Regions from separate parts of the Ovis aries genome. Here region 1 is linked to region 2. Evidence: chromatin contacts called from public Hi-C data. All regions are on one chromosome and are shown on one strand. Each heading gives the region's core, a stretch centred on a gene start, on an enhancer-like site or on the middle of the called end of the contact. The rest is flanking DNA. Distances are from core to core; before and after follow the strand shown. Region 1 has its middle 61 kb from the start of GADD45G. Region 2 holds the start of GADD45G (growth arrest and DNA damage inducible gamma).

Evidence for each region. A called contact is a pair of places that touch in the nucleus more often than the background predicts.
Region 1: a contact with region 2 is called in a Hi-C map of liver, with 2.1 times the contacts expected there. The contact joins the enhancer-like site here to the promoter of GADD45G in region 2. A contact is called at or near these places in 2 of 16 Hi-C or Micro-C datasets (liver and skin fibroblasts).

What each region holds. Positions count from the first base shown.
Region 1 is chr2:24,452,604-24,459,061 of ARS-UI_Ramb_v3.0, forward strand. No RefSeq gene overlaps it. Among named protein-coding and RNA genes, the nearest start is that of GADD45G, 61 kb to the left of the region's middle. Within about 2 kb of position 3,963, at least 14 of the 54 cell types and tissues checked have an H3K27ac peak or open chromatin away from gene starts, as enhancers often do. A contact at or near this core is called in liver, where this site is marked.
Region 2 is chr2:24,389,616-24,396,443 of ARS-UI_Ramb_v3.0, forward strand. GADD45G (growth arrest and DNA damage inducible gamma) reads left to right here and starts at 5,576. Exons shown (of 4, transcript XM_015093022.3): 1 at 5,576-5,735; 2 at 6,007-6,108; 3 at 6,222-6,435; 4 at 6,532-6,828. The coding sequence starts at 5,683. The coding sequence ends at 6,642.

The sequences.
Region 1 (6,458 bases), core at 2,713-5,212, 61 kb after region 2:
GCTTCCCCTAGAGGGGATGGAGGTAGGTGATACCCTTCTGGTGGGTGAGCTGGTCCAGGGCATCCAAGACCACATTGCTCACATGTCCAGGGTCTTGATGGCAGTGCTGACCAGAGCACCCACATGTGATTCCTGCAGGGTCCTTGGACTTCCTCCATGGACTCTTCCAGAGTAAGAAGTTTCCAAGAGAGGAGGTGAAAGTTGCAAGGCCCAACCACCCTTCTTGCTCCCACCTCCCTCCTGCCATCCCAGTGATGTTGAGATGTTGGGGGATGCAGGCTGGGAAGAAACTTGGAAGACAGGGACACCTGGGACATTCTGCCAAGGACATTCTCAAGAAAGAGAGAATGGACTTTGTGTCCTGCACCTCCTACTGCAGCAGCATGAGCCTTGTGTGTCTGGGGGGACCGCCATCAGCAGACGCCCTCCCTGTGTGTTCTCCAGCCCAGCGGCAGCTGCCCTACGCTGCACAGGCCATGATGACTGCTGACTGGACTTCCCTAGGGTCAGCGCCAAGCCTCTCCCTGAACTACGGATGCTGACATCTGGCGACCCTGTCAGCCCATGTCTGGAGGCACAGGGAAGGAGCCGGGCCCCACAGCCAGTGGTTCTAATTAAGAACCTGAGGAGCAGGAAGGCTTCTGTGCAGAGGAGCAGATGCGGAACCACTTCCTTCTAGAATAATTGGAGGTGTCCTTCTTGGAAGAAAATGAACTGAATGGATTGACCGTGTGCCTCGGAGCCAGCCCAGGGGCTGGTCCACCTGGAGGGTCATCTTCTCCTGTGAGTGCTCTGTGCCAAGACCACTTGACCAAGGAGCCGAAGCCACACTGGCTGGTCTTGCTGCATCCATGTGAGTCTCCTTCCTTTGGGCTGTGGCACCTGAGTCTTCTGTTCCCTGTCTTAGAATGTCTGTCTTTGCTTTTCCAAATATCTGACACTTATCCAAGCCCCCTCTGCTCACCCTGGAGGTTCCCCGGACCCCTGGCCCTGTGCCCATGTGGATTTCGGTCCAGCTCCATGAAAATGCTGTGGAGAAGGTTTGGCCTTTGTAACATGGTTACCCTGACCTTGGCCCAGACCTTGGGCGGGGCTGGTTGTGAGCTGTGGCTGCCCACAGGCGGGGTGCAGGAGACGGGAGCTGTGTGCCTACAAAGGGCTCCCCAATGCTGGTCCATCACCCTATGTGCATGGCCACCTCCTGAGGACAGGAGCCCCTCTCTGGGCTGCCATCCTCTCCCTCCTGAGGGGTCCCAGCTGGCCCCCAGCTGAGGTCCTCGTCCTGTCAGCGTGATGCCCTCACTGACTCCAATCAGCTGCCCCTCTTTCAAACCGCCTGAGCTCCTCACAGGGGGATCGGGGTGTGGGGTAAAGCCTCTCTCCCTCCCCTGCCTTCCCAGGCTCCCCACACTGAGACAGGTTTGCAGGCTTGGGAGATGAGAGAAGGTATCCCTCTGTGTCACCACAGCTGGCTGATGGCCAGGTGTTGGGAGGGTGGGGAGAAACACTCAAGGAGGATAAGCTGAGGGCGACAGCCACAGACTTTTAATGCAATGACATTCCCCTCCACAAAGACACATGTGAGGCTCCCATGATGCCTTATACATCTCCTGGACTTCAGGCAAACCACGTTGGGGTTCTTCTTTTTTTTTTTCCCAGGATTTATTTTTATTTATTTGGCTGCATAGGGTCTTAGTTGGGGCATTCGAACTCTTAGTTGAAGCACATGGGATCTAGCTCCCTGACCAGGGCTCAAACCCGGGCCCCCTGCACTGGGAGCATGGAGTCTTAGCCACTGGACCACCAGTGGTTAAAGAGTAACCACTGGGTTACTCTTTAATGGAATTATCCTCCTTTATCGCCCTTGCAAAGGAAGATCGATGAGGTTGCATTGTGTATCTGCACAGTCTTGTCTTCTTTATAAAGACAATGTCTTTTTTGTTGGAGATTAAGCCCCACCCCCACCTGGCCGAGAGGTACTATTGTAGTTTCTGCAGACAGGAACCTTCAAGTATTAGAAATTCAGCCCAGGAGGAAGTGGCAGAGTAGGAGACGGCCTCTCCCTGCATTGCCTTTTACAGCTTGCTGCTGCATTTAGGGTAGAGCACTTGTTTATTTATTTATAATGTCTTTATTTTAATTGGAGGCTAATTACTTTACAGTATTGTGGTGGTTTTTGCCATACATTCACATGAATCAGCCATGGGTGTACATGTGTTCCCCATCCTGACCTTCCTCCCTCCTTCCTCCCCTGAGGGATGATCCCATCCCTCAGGGTCATCCCAGTGCACCAGCCCTGAGCACCTGTCTCATGCATCGAACCTGGACTGGCAATCTATTTCACATATGATAATATATATGTTTCAATGCTATTCTCTCAAATCATCCCCCCCTTGCTTTCTCTCACAGAATCCAAAAGCTTTTAGTATACTTGGGTTTGAAGTGCATATTTGAGTAAAATGTGTTCTAAGGGAAATGTCTAAAAGATTATGCATGTGTGCATGCTTAGTTGCTTCAGTCATGTCCAAATCTTTGTGAGTCTGTGGTGGCCAGGCTCCTCTTGAGGAGGAGGCAAGAATCCTGGAGTAGGTTGCCATGCCCTCCTCCAGGGGCTCTTCCCCACCCAGGGATCGAAACCGAGTCTTCTGCGTCTCCTGCACTGCAGGCAGATTCTTTACCGCCAAGCCATCAAGGAAGCCCCTCAAAGGTTATACTTTTCTCCTTTAGTGACACCCCATGCCTGGCTCATGCACCGAGGTGGTTGCAGGTAAAAGGCTGGTTCTCAGGGCCCAAATATTCTCCAGTGCAGCATGTCCTGGCCTCCAGGCTGCCGAGGAAAGATCCTGCTTGCATTTTGCAGTTTGCAAGCAGCTGCTGCAGTGGTGAGGCCACGGAAACCTCTCATCTTTGGTGCCTAGAAGGTTTTGCATGTGGCATTCTGTAGATTAAAAAATCAGAGCCAGGACTGGTAACATGCCCCAGGTGCACGGGTGAGGGACACATCCCTGCAGCGAGCAGAGCAGTCGTGTGTAAACCTGCAAGCAGAGCACCGGCCACCTCCTGGACATGTGCACAGCGTGGAGTCAGTGTTACTACTTTCTGGACTAGTTCTCTTGCTTGAGCAAAGGGAGGGTGCAGCTGCTCCTGGTCCCTCTGTCTCTCCCGGCTCGGCTGGATGGCAAGCCGGCTCTGTCCGCTCTCGCTGGCTGCACACCGTGTAATGACCCGCAGTCCTGGAGGGATCTCTCCCTGTTGTGATCCTGTTTACCATTTCCTTGGGCTGAGTCTGAGGCTGCTTACCCGGCACAGGATCTCAGATCCGGTGGCACATCTGAGAGGCTGGCGCAGCAGTGGGGCATCTCTTCTGGGCTTGGGGACAATGTTTGAGTGTCTCTGGACTCCTGTCCAGGGCAGGCTGGGCAGGCAGGGACCGGGAGGACTGAGATTTGAGGTTGGGGAGGGCAGCCAGGATGAAACGAAATCTTGGAGGAGGGGCCATTCCTTCCTGAGAAGTGGCTTTTTCCTAGGACCAAGTGCTCACAAACAACACGGAGGATAGAGGGAAAAACAGCATCTCCTTGGCTCCACCCCCTCCCTGTGGGCGGCCACCTCCTCAGTTAATTGGAAACACAGAGGAAGCTGTTGCGAAATCCAGCCCCTCTGCCATCTGCGCCTCTGTGGGCTCTTCACAGTGTTTATGCACTGAGGGTCACGAGGTGTTGTTAGCTTCCGAAGAGGTCCTGGGCCACAGATAGCTCTCTGGAGAGGGAGGCCGGAGCACACGCATTACACAACCCAGCCAGGTCATCTGACCACTGTACTGAAAGCCCCAGGAAGTTTGTCAGCTGACCCTGGGTGGGCAGGCCACCTGCGAACCGCCCCCAGGCCGAGGGCTCGCTGCACCGTAAACCAGCTTTGAAGGTGCGGTCTGGGTACCCACAACATCACTCACAAACAGCTTTCCCACCTGCCGGGGCACACAGAGCACAGCTTGGCCTGGTGTGGGTGTGTCCCATTTCACAGCTGGGAGATCGGCTGGGTGGCTTGCCCGACGCATGGCCGGGCTGTGACAAGGCAGAGAGGGAGCAGTGTTGCTGCTTTGTGGACAGTGGGGAAATGGGTTCCCCGGGCCACGAGGACAATGCATGTGTGTGGGGGACTATTAGGACTAGACTATGAGATGGTTCACCGACTTGATGGATATGAGTTTGAGCATGCTCTGGGAGATGGTGAAGGACAGGGAAGCCTGGCGTGCTGTAGTCCATGGGGTCACAAAGACTTGGACACGACTGAGTGACTGAACAACAATTAGGGCCAGGGTTGTGCCAGGTGGGACAGGCCAGGTCCTGTCCTTTATCCGATCCTGCTGCCCGCACAGCTTTTTGGAGCAAAGAAGTCAGTAAAGGTGCTCCCCTCCGCTCCCTCCTGTCAGGTTGCATGTGAAGCTGCCCAAGGTTGTGACATCAACTACCCCCACCCTACTCCTGTCCCCAGGACTGCTGTCCCCACACAGCAAACCAGCAATACCTTCAGCTCTGGGGGTGGCATTCACAGCACTGATGGGAGGTCATGGCTTGACCTCGAGACATTGCATCTGTGAAAGTATAGATGTCACCCACAGTACAGATGTCACCCACAGCACCATCACAAGTTTGGACCCTGAGGGTTCAGGAAAAGGAACACGATGTGGACAGGACTCTTGAGGAAAAGGAACACTTATGAGAGGGACTGAGATCAGCTGGGATGTTAAGACAAAGGGTCCAGGCACTCCCCTCCTCCCATACTCCTAGAGTCTCCAGAAAACAGGCCCAAGTGTCCCCAGAACATAGGGGTTTTGATGCCAGACTCTCCACTCACACTCCTGGGGCTTTCGTGGGCCATCTAGTCACTCCAGTATGTCCTACCACCCACGCCCCCAGAATGTTCTGACCCACTGGTCGCCAGGGCAAGGCTGGAGGGAGAGTAGGTGAGCAGGCTTCCTTGGAGCCCCAGAGCTGATGAGGGGTGGCCTCTGTGTGAACTGCATTCTCTGGAGAGAGTGTCTTGGGAGGGTGGCCTTGCCCTACCCCGAGCTTTTTAAGTGAGGTGGGTGGGCCTGGCATGGCTCCTGCCCTGTGGCATGTGACCCTGTGGAGATTTCAGTTTTCAAAACAAGAGCATCCCCCTGCCATACAAAGTCCAAGGCCCTCTGGTTAAGGCACCAGGCAGGCTGGAGCCTGGATCTGCACTCTGCTTCTACTAGTGGGGTGACCTTGGGCAACCAGCGTATCATTGGGCTGAAAATATCACCTCCTTCATGGGATGTTCTGAGACACACCAATGGGAGAATACATGTGCAAGCCTGAATTTCAACCTCTGTTCATTCCTTTCCTCCTTATTCAAGAAGGGAGAAAGGTGAAAGTGCTTTTTAGGACCAGTCCCTTGGAGAAGAGTCTCAGGCTCCATTGGAGGGTGGGTCTGCTTCAGCGTCTAAAGGCAGCCTGAGACGGGGCAAAGAGCAAGAGCTAGATACAGCAGGGCCCTGGGCACTGTGCCATGCCCTGTCCCCAGAAGCCTGCTCTCCAGAGGAGGGGTGGCATGCAGTTAAACTCAGAAAGGCCCCCTTTTGAGCCCGGTGTCCAAGTGTGAGTGGCTTGCTGGGCGCTGGCTCCACAGGGCCTGGGATCCTGCACTTGTGAGTGTGAGAGGCAGTGGCGTGCAGGGCCAGCCAGTGCAACGACACCATAAAGGTCATAAACATACAATAAACGGTGATAGAACAGGCGCCGGGAAGCAGTGGCAAACCGGCTGTCACCGAGTTCTGCTCCAGGACTCTGTTAAATGTTAATGTTAAATGCTTGTGCTGGTGCTCAGTTGCTCAGACCTGTCTGACTACTTGCAACCCCATGGACTGTAGTCCACCAGGCTCCTCTGTCCACTGACTTCTTCAGGCAAGAATACTGGAGTGGGTTGCCATTTCCTTCTTCAGGTGGTCTTCCCGACCCAGGGATCAAACCTGTCTCTTGTGTCTCTTGCACTGGCAAGAGGATTCTTTTATCCTTGAGCCTCCTGGGAAGCCCTAATGGTAAATGGCCAGGGATAAAACTCAACTGTTGATGGGGATTTTTAAAGACTCCTCAGGCTTTGTTAGCCCAATGCCGTGGAGTGTGTGGGCTGGGACTCCGGGGCTCCTGGCTTCAGCATTAACCACGAAACCTCTGATAAACAGATTCCTGGGGTCTCCCTGCAGAGATTCTGGTTGGGCCAGGGCCTGGATATCTACTTTCCTAGAGTTGGAACCACTGACATAGATAAGTACAGAGAGGAGCTCAGCAATGTGGTCTTCTCTCCAAAATCTGTTGATGATTGTTGGGGGCACTGCTGGCAGGTGCCATGCCTAACCTGTCTAGACCCCTTCTCAGGTGGGGCCAAGTCACGAGGTTTCACGAGGCTACCTTCCCAAAGCGTCAGTTGCTCAG
Region 2 (6,828 bases), core at 4,326-6,825:
TGTGCTTCCTCCAGCCCAGCGTTTCTCATGATGTACTCTGCATATAAGTTAAGTAAGCAGTGTGACAATATACAGCCTTGACGTACTCCTTTCCCGATTTGGAACCAGTCTGTTGTTCCATGTCCAGTTCTAACTGTTGCTTTCTGACCTGCATACAGGTTTCTCAAGAGGCAGGTCAGGTGGTCTGGTATTCCCATCTCTTGAAGAATTTTCCACAGTTTATTGGGATCCACACAGTCAAAGACTTTAGCATAGTCAATAAAGCAGAAGTAGATGTTTTCCTGGAACTCTCTTGCTTTTTTGATGATCCAAAGGAAGTTGGTAATTTGATCTCTGGTTCCTGTGCCTTTTCTAAATATAGCTTGGACATCTGGAAGTTCAGGGTTCACTGTTGAAGCCTGGCTTGGGGAATTTTGAGCGTTACCTTAGTATGAGAGCAATGAGTGCATTGTGTGGTAGTTTGAGCATTCTTTGGCATTGCCTATCTTTGGGACTGGAATGAAAACTGAGTTTTTCCAGTCCTGTGGCCACTGCTGAGTTTTCCAAATTTGCTGGCATATTGAGTGTAGCACTTTCACAGCATCATCTTTTAGGATTTGAAGTAGCTCCACTGGAATTCCATCACATCCACTAGCTTTTTTCATAGTGATGCTTCCTAAGGCCCACTTGACTTCACATTCCAGGATGTCTGGCTCTAGATGAATGATCACACCATTGTGATTATTTGGGTGGTGAAGATCTTTTTGTATAGTTCTTCTGTGTATTCTTGCCACCTCTTCTTTTTTTTAAAATTATTTATTTATTTTACTTTTCAATACTGCATTGGTTTTGCCATACTTCATCATGAATCCGACACGGGTATACACGTGTTCCCAATCCTGAACCCCCCTCCCATCTCCCTCCCCATACCATCCCTCTGGGTCATCCCAGTGCACCAGCCCCTAGTATCCTGTATCCTGCATCGAACCTAGACTGGTGATTCATTTCTTATATGATATTATTCATGTTTCAATGCCATTCTCCCAAATCATCCCACCCTCTCCCTCTCTGACAGTGTCCAAAAGACTGTTCAATACATCTGTGTCTCTTTTGCTGTCTCACATACAGGGTTATTGTTACCATTTTTCTAAATTCCATATATATGCGTTAGTGTACAATATTGGTGTTTTTCTTTCTGGCTTACCTCACTCTGTATAATAGGCTCCAGTTTCATCCACCTCATTAGAACTGATTCAAATGTATTGTTTTTAACGGCTGAGTAATACTCCATTGTGTATATGTACCACAGCTTTCTTATCCATTCATCTGCTGATGGACATCTAGGTTGCTTCCATGTCCTGGCTATTATAAACAGTGCTGCGATGAACATTGGGGTACACGTGTCTCTTTCAATTCTGGTTTCCTCAGTGTGTATGCCCAGCAGTGGGATTGCTGGGTCATAAGGCAGATCAATCAATGTAATACACCACATTGACAAATTGAAAAATAAAAGCCATATGATTATCTCAGTAGATGTAGAGAAAGTCTTTGCCAAAATTCAACATCCATTTATGATAAAAACTCTCCAGAAAGCAGGAATAGAAGGAACATGCCACCTCTTCTTAATATCTTTTGCTTCTGTTAGGTCCATACCATTTTTGTCCTTTATTGTGCCCATCTTTGCATTGAAATGTTCCCTTGGTATCTTTAATTTTCTTAAAGAGATCTCTAGTGTTTCCCATTCTATTGTTTTCCTCTATTTCTTTGCACTGATCACTGAGGAAGGCTTTCTTACCTCTCCTTGCTATTCTTTGGAACTCTGCATTCAAATGGGTATATCTTTCCTTTTCTCCTTTGCCTTTAGCTTCTCTTCTTTTCTCAGCTATTTGTAAGGCCTCCTCCAGTTTGCCTTTTTGCATTTCATTTTCTTGGGGATGGTCTTGATACCTGCCTCCTATATAATGTCACGAACCTCTGTCCATAGTTCTTCAGGCACTCTGTCTGTCAGATCTAATCTCTTGAATCTATTTGTCACTTCCACTGTATAATCATAAGGGATTTGATTTAGGTCATACCTGAATGGTCTAGTGGTTTTCCCTACTTTCTTCAATTTAAGTCTGAATTTGGCCATAAGGAGTTCATGAAGTGTTAATAAAAACATCGAAGTGCTTCCAAAAGGTTTGTAAAACAGAACATCTCTGAGGGTGTCCCTTTAGTAATGTCACCATCGCCGTCATGGTTAAGGTTCACAGGAACATTAGGGGGTATAATCACAGGGAGCTTGGTTGACATCACAGTCTCCTAGGAATGGGGGCTGCAGCAGGCTGACACATGGGTTGAATTCAGTTTGGGGGCACAGTGGCAACAGAATGGGACAGGTGGGCTTTAGTCAACCATCTTCTATCTCAGGGTGGGCCAGAAGAGCATCTGAAGTTTCCGGTATTGGGGTGTTGGCTTTGCCCACCCCTCTCCTGTAGTATGACCGGCAAACTGGATATGGGCTATCCCAGAGCCAGTAGCTTCTGCGTTTGTCTAACTTGTAAGAATGGGGAGGGAGTGTCTGGTGAAGGGCCAACTTAGACTCCAGACAATATGTTTCTTTCCTAATTGAGGATGAAGCCTTTTGGGCCATGTGGACTGACCTAATAAACCCATGTGAAGTCATATCCAACGTCAGAAAGGCGATTTTCCTGAAATTCAATACCTTAAAAATATGAGTGAAGTAGATAGCCCCAGGGAGGTGTCAATCAGGCCTCTTCTTAGGGCTGGCTCAGCACCAACTGGAAATGCTGTCTCCTGTCCCCCCTCCCCTCCTCTGGGGTCCGGGTGTGAGGCCTGGTGTGTAGGGAGATTTCCAGTGTTTAAAATGGGGAGGGGGAAATAAACTCTAAGATGTCAAATAAGTCTCATTTTTGCAATGATACATTTTCTGGGGACCTGAAACTAGTACATTAAAAAATATTTGATACTTTTAAAAGCAATATCTATGTTTCAATCACTTAAAAATAAATATATCTTATCCAATCAAGGCACACCATCATTTTGTTTACCACTAACGAAGAAAGAAGGGGCTTCCCCGGCGGCTCAGTGATAAAACAATCCACCTGACAATACAGGAGACGCAGGAGATACAGGTTCGATCCCTGAGTCAGGCAGATCCCCTGGAGGAGGAAATGGCAACCCACTCCAGTATTCTTGCCTGAGAAAATTCCATGGGCAGAGGAGCCTGGTGGGCTACAGTCAGTTCATAGGGTCACAAAGAGTTGTACACATCTGAGCAACTGAGCATGCAGTGGGCAGTAAAGAAAGAAAGGAAATGGCAGCAAAGGAAAGCCACAGGATGCCAGCAATGGGGAGGGAGCAATTAGAAAACAATATAATGGCTACCGGGGGTGGGGGCGTGTGAGGGGGAGGGATAGGTTGGGAGGCTAGGATTGACCTATACGTGCTACTACATAAAACAGATGACTAATAAGAACTTTTTGCGTAGAACAGAGAACTCTACTTAATACTCTGCTATGACCTACATGGGAAAAGAGTCTAAAAAAGAGTGGATGTGTGGTGTATATGTATAACTGATTCACTGTTGTGTACACCTGTAACGCTGAAGATCAACTGCCCTTCAGTGGGGGGGCGGGGGGCGGGGGGCGGGGAAGACACCTCGGATTTCAGCGATGTTAGGTGAGCAAACACTCAATTGGCATCTGGGAAGTGTTCCGCTCTCTCAGCTGTCCTCTGCCAGCTGGCCACCGGGGGGCGCAAGAAGCCAGTGCACTCCGTTGTCTTCCTTATTTCCTGTCTTGCCGCAGAGTCGGGACTCCCAGCACACCCAACAGCCCCTGCACCCGCTATAGCTGTCCTGCCCAGTCTCAAAAACCTCACCTAGTAAGGGTTAAGGCTGGGTGGCGGAGACAGAATGCACCTCAGTGCACATAGAGAGATGCAGGCACCAAAAATTATAAGCTCAGTGAGCAAACTTTCTGGAAGTGTCAACTTCCCTGGTGGCTCAGATAGTAAAGAATCTGCCTGCAATGCGGGAGACCCAGGTTCCATCCCTGGGTCGGGAAGATCCCCTGGAGGAGGGCATGACAACCCACTCTGGTATCCTTGCCTGGAGAATCCCATGGAGAGAGGAGTCTGGCTGTAGAGTCCATGGGGTTGCAAAGAGTCGGACACCACTGAGTAACTAACATTCATTACACAGGTCCAAAATGGCCCCGGCCAAGCAATGTCTATTAAACGCTCTCAAGCTCTCATTTAGTATTATTTCTCTATTCCTGGAAAACAAGCTTTTAATACATGCATACTTAGGTCAAAATTTTTCAAAATAGCTTGCCAAATATAGGCTTTTCTTCCGTCAGTACTGGATTGGAGTCTCCTTTTGTCTTCATCTGGGTTTTGCAGTTTTTGACTTCCATTAATATGTAGCTTAGATGGGGCTCAGCTGACTCTACCTGGGCCCCTCCTTGATCAGAGGGCCAAAGGCCAAGTCCCCACAGTATGTCAATGGAAGTGCGGGGGAGAGGTGCTCAGGAACTTTCCCGTCGGCCTGTAGATGGCGCCCCGGGAAAGGGATTCCAAGCGTAGTTCCCAAAGTTCTTGGGGTCCCCACCCGGCTGCGAAGAAGGTGCAGCAGCCAGGTGTTCCTTCCAACTTCCACGGCTGCTCCGCACGTGCGCTAGAACCTTTTGGGGCGGAATTTCATGCAAACGTGTGGTGGGTGCAGCGGGGCCGGTGCAGGGGGCGCGCATTGAGGAGCGCAGGAGCCCCACGCGGCCGCGACCCACCACGCGCCGAGCAGCCCGGTGACCCCCACGCGCGGCGGGGCTCTCCCACCCCACCCAGCGGCAGGTGGACAGTGTCGCTATGAAGAGAAAGCTTCAATTGTCCCTCCTACAAACCGCCACACGCCAGACCTCTGCTATTGTGCACCCGGCATAGAAATGCAAACGAGCCGCGTGTTCCGGCCGCAATCTGCTTGCGCGCCCTGGCGCCCCGCAGCGCTTAGTAGCGGGCCGGGAGATTGGCTAGACTTTGCAGCGCGACCGGGTCCGGGTCTTGATTGTGCTAGAAGAACCTCGCGCTCGGGGCTCTGGTGTCAGCTGGAGAGGGCTGCTTTCAGGCCTTTAGCTAGCTTAGCCAGCGCAGCCTGTTTTTTAAGTTCCGGTTTAGAAGAAATGGTTTCAGAAACTCCAAATTAAAAGTGAAGAAAAAAATAGAAAAGGTAGCAAGAAAAATAAATGCAAAAAAAATATTCATTAGATTTCCCCAAAGGTGCATTTCACAAATTGCAGCGTACTGTTAACAAGTGAGGGTTTTTTCCCCCCGTAACTTTTTCCTTTTAAGGACTTAAAAAAAAAAGGCGAGATGAAATCTGCAGGCTCCAGTCTGCCTGGTAACACCCCGACAAAAGCGGCAGATTTGAGGCATTGTCATCCCCCGCACCCCTCCCCACGTGGCCTTCTGGCACGAGCCGCGGGCAGCCGCCTCATTTGCATCAGAAAGCGGGCGCGGGCCAATGGGCTCGCAGGCTCGCGCCAGCTGGCGGCGCCACCCGGCTCAGCCTATATAAGGGCGCAAGGCGGCGCTCCGGCTTACTCGCCGGCAGCGGGCTCACCAGGCTTGCTCGCAGACTTTCCTTCTTCGCTCGCGTCTGCTCCGCCCTCTGTTCTTGTGGATAACTTGCTGCTCGCAGATCGCAATATGACTCTGGAAGAAGTTCGTGGCCAGGACACGGTTCCAGAAAGCACAGCCAGGTAGGTCGGCGCCTAACTCCGGACGTCTCGGGGCGCGCGGGGACCCTCGTCCTGCCCTGGCCGCGCTGGTTGGGCGATAGTCTTTGGGGCCCGCCTGGGTGGAAACCGGCTGGGTTGGGAACCCGCTGGGTGGAAGCCGGGCGCGAGTGTGCCGGCTGGGCCGAAGGTGCGGCCGCCTGGGCTGGCGCGCCGGGCTGGGGCGCTGGGGGTGCGTCTCCGGGTCCAGGGATCTCAGGGCACCCTCCGGCTCACCGTGCTGGCTTGTCCACAGGATGCAGGGCGCCGGGAAAGCGTTGCACGAGCTGCTGTTGTCTGCGCAGCGCCAAGGCTGCCTCACGGCCGGCGTCTACGAGTCAGCCAAAGTCCTGAACGTGTGAGTATCAAACGCGGCCCGTGGGAGGAGCGGCAGGGAGACCGGGGAGACAGTGGCTGGGGGCGCCCCTGGCTCCTCGACCTGATCTCACCACCTCTTGCTCGCCCGCGTAGGGACCCCGACAATGTGACCTTCTGCGTGCTTGCCGCTGACGAGGAGGACGAGGGCGATATCGCGCTGCAGATCCACTTCACTTTGATCCAAGCGTTCTGCTGTGAGAACGACATAGACATCGTGCGCGTGGGCGACGTGCAGCGGCTGGCGGCGATCGTGGGTACCGGTGACGAGTCGGGGGCACCTGGAGACCTGCACTGTATCCTCATTTCGGTGAGTGTCGCCTCCGTGCCGATGTGATCCCTGCCCCCTCGCTCTCCCGTCAGCAGCCAGTGCCCAGCCAGGCTGACCTCTGCGTTCTCTCTGCAGAACCCCAATGAGGACGCATGGAAGGACCCCGCCTTGGAGAAGCTTAGCCTGTTCTGCGAGGAGAGCCGCAGCGTCAACGACTGGGTGCCCAATATTACCCTTCCCGAGTGACAGCCCCGTGGGGATCCTTGGTTTGATCGACGTGGTGACGCCCCGGGGCGCCTAGCGCGGGGCTGGCTCTGTGGATGCGCCCTCGGAGGGCGCCGGAGTGCGGCGTGGAGACTGGCAGGCGGGGGCGCGTGGAGAGCGGCGAGGAGGTGCGGTTCCCTCCCGAGGAGGGGCCCGGCGGCGACAGGG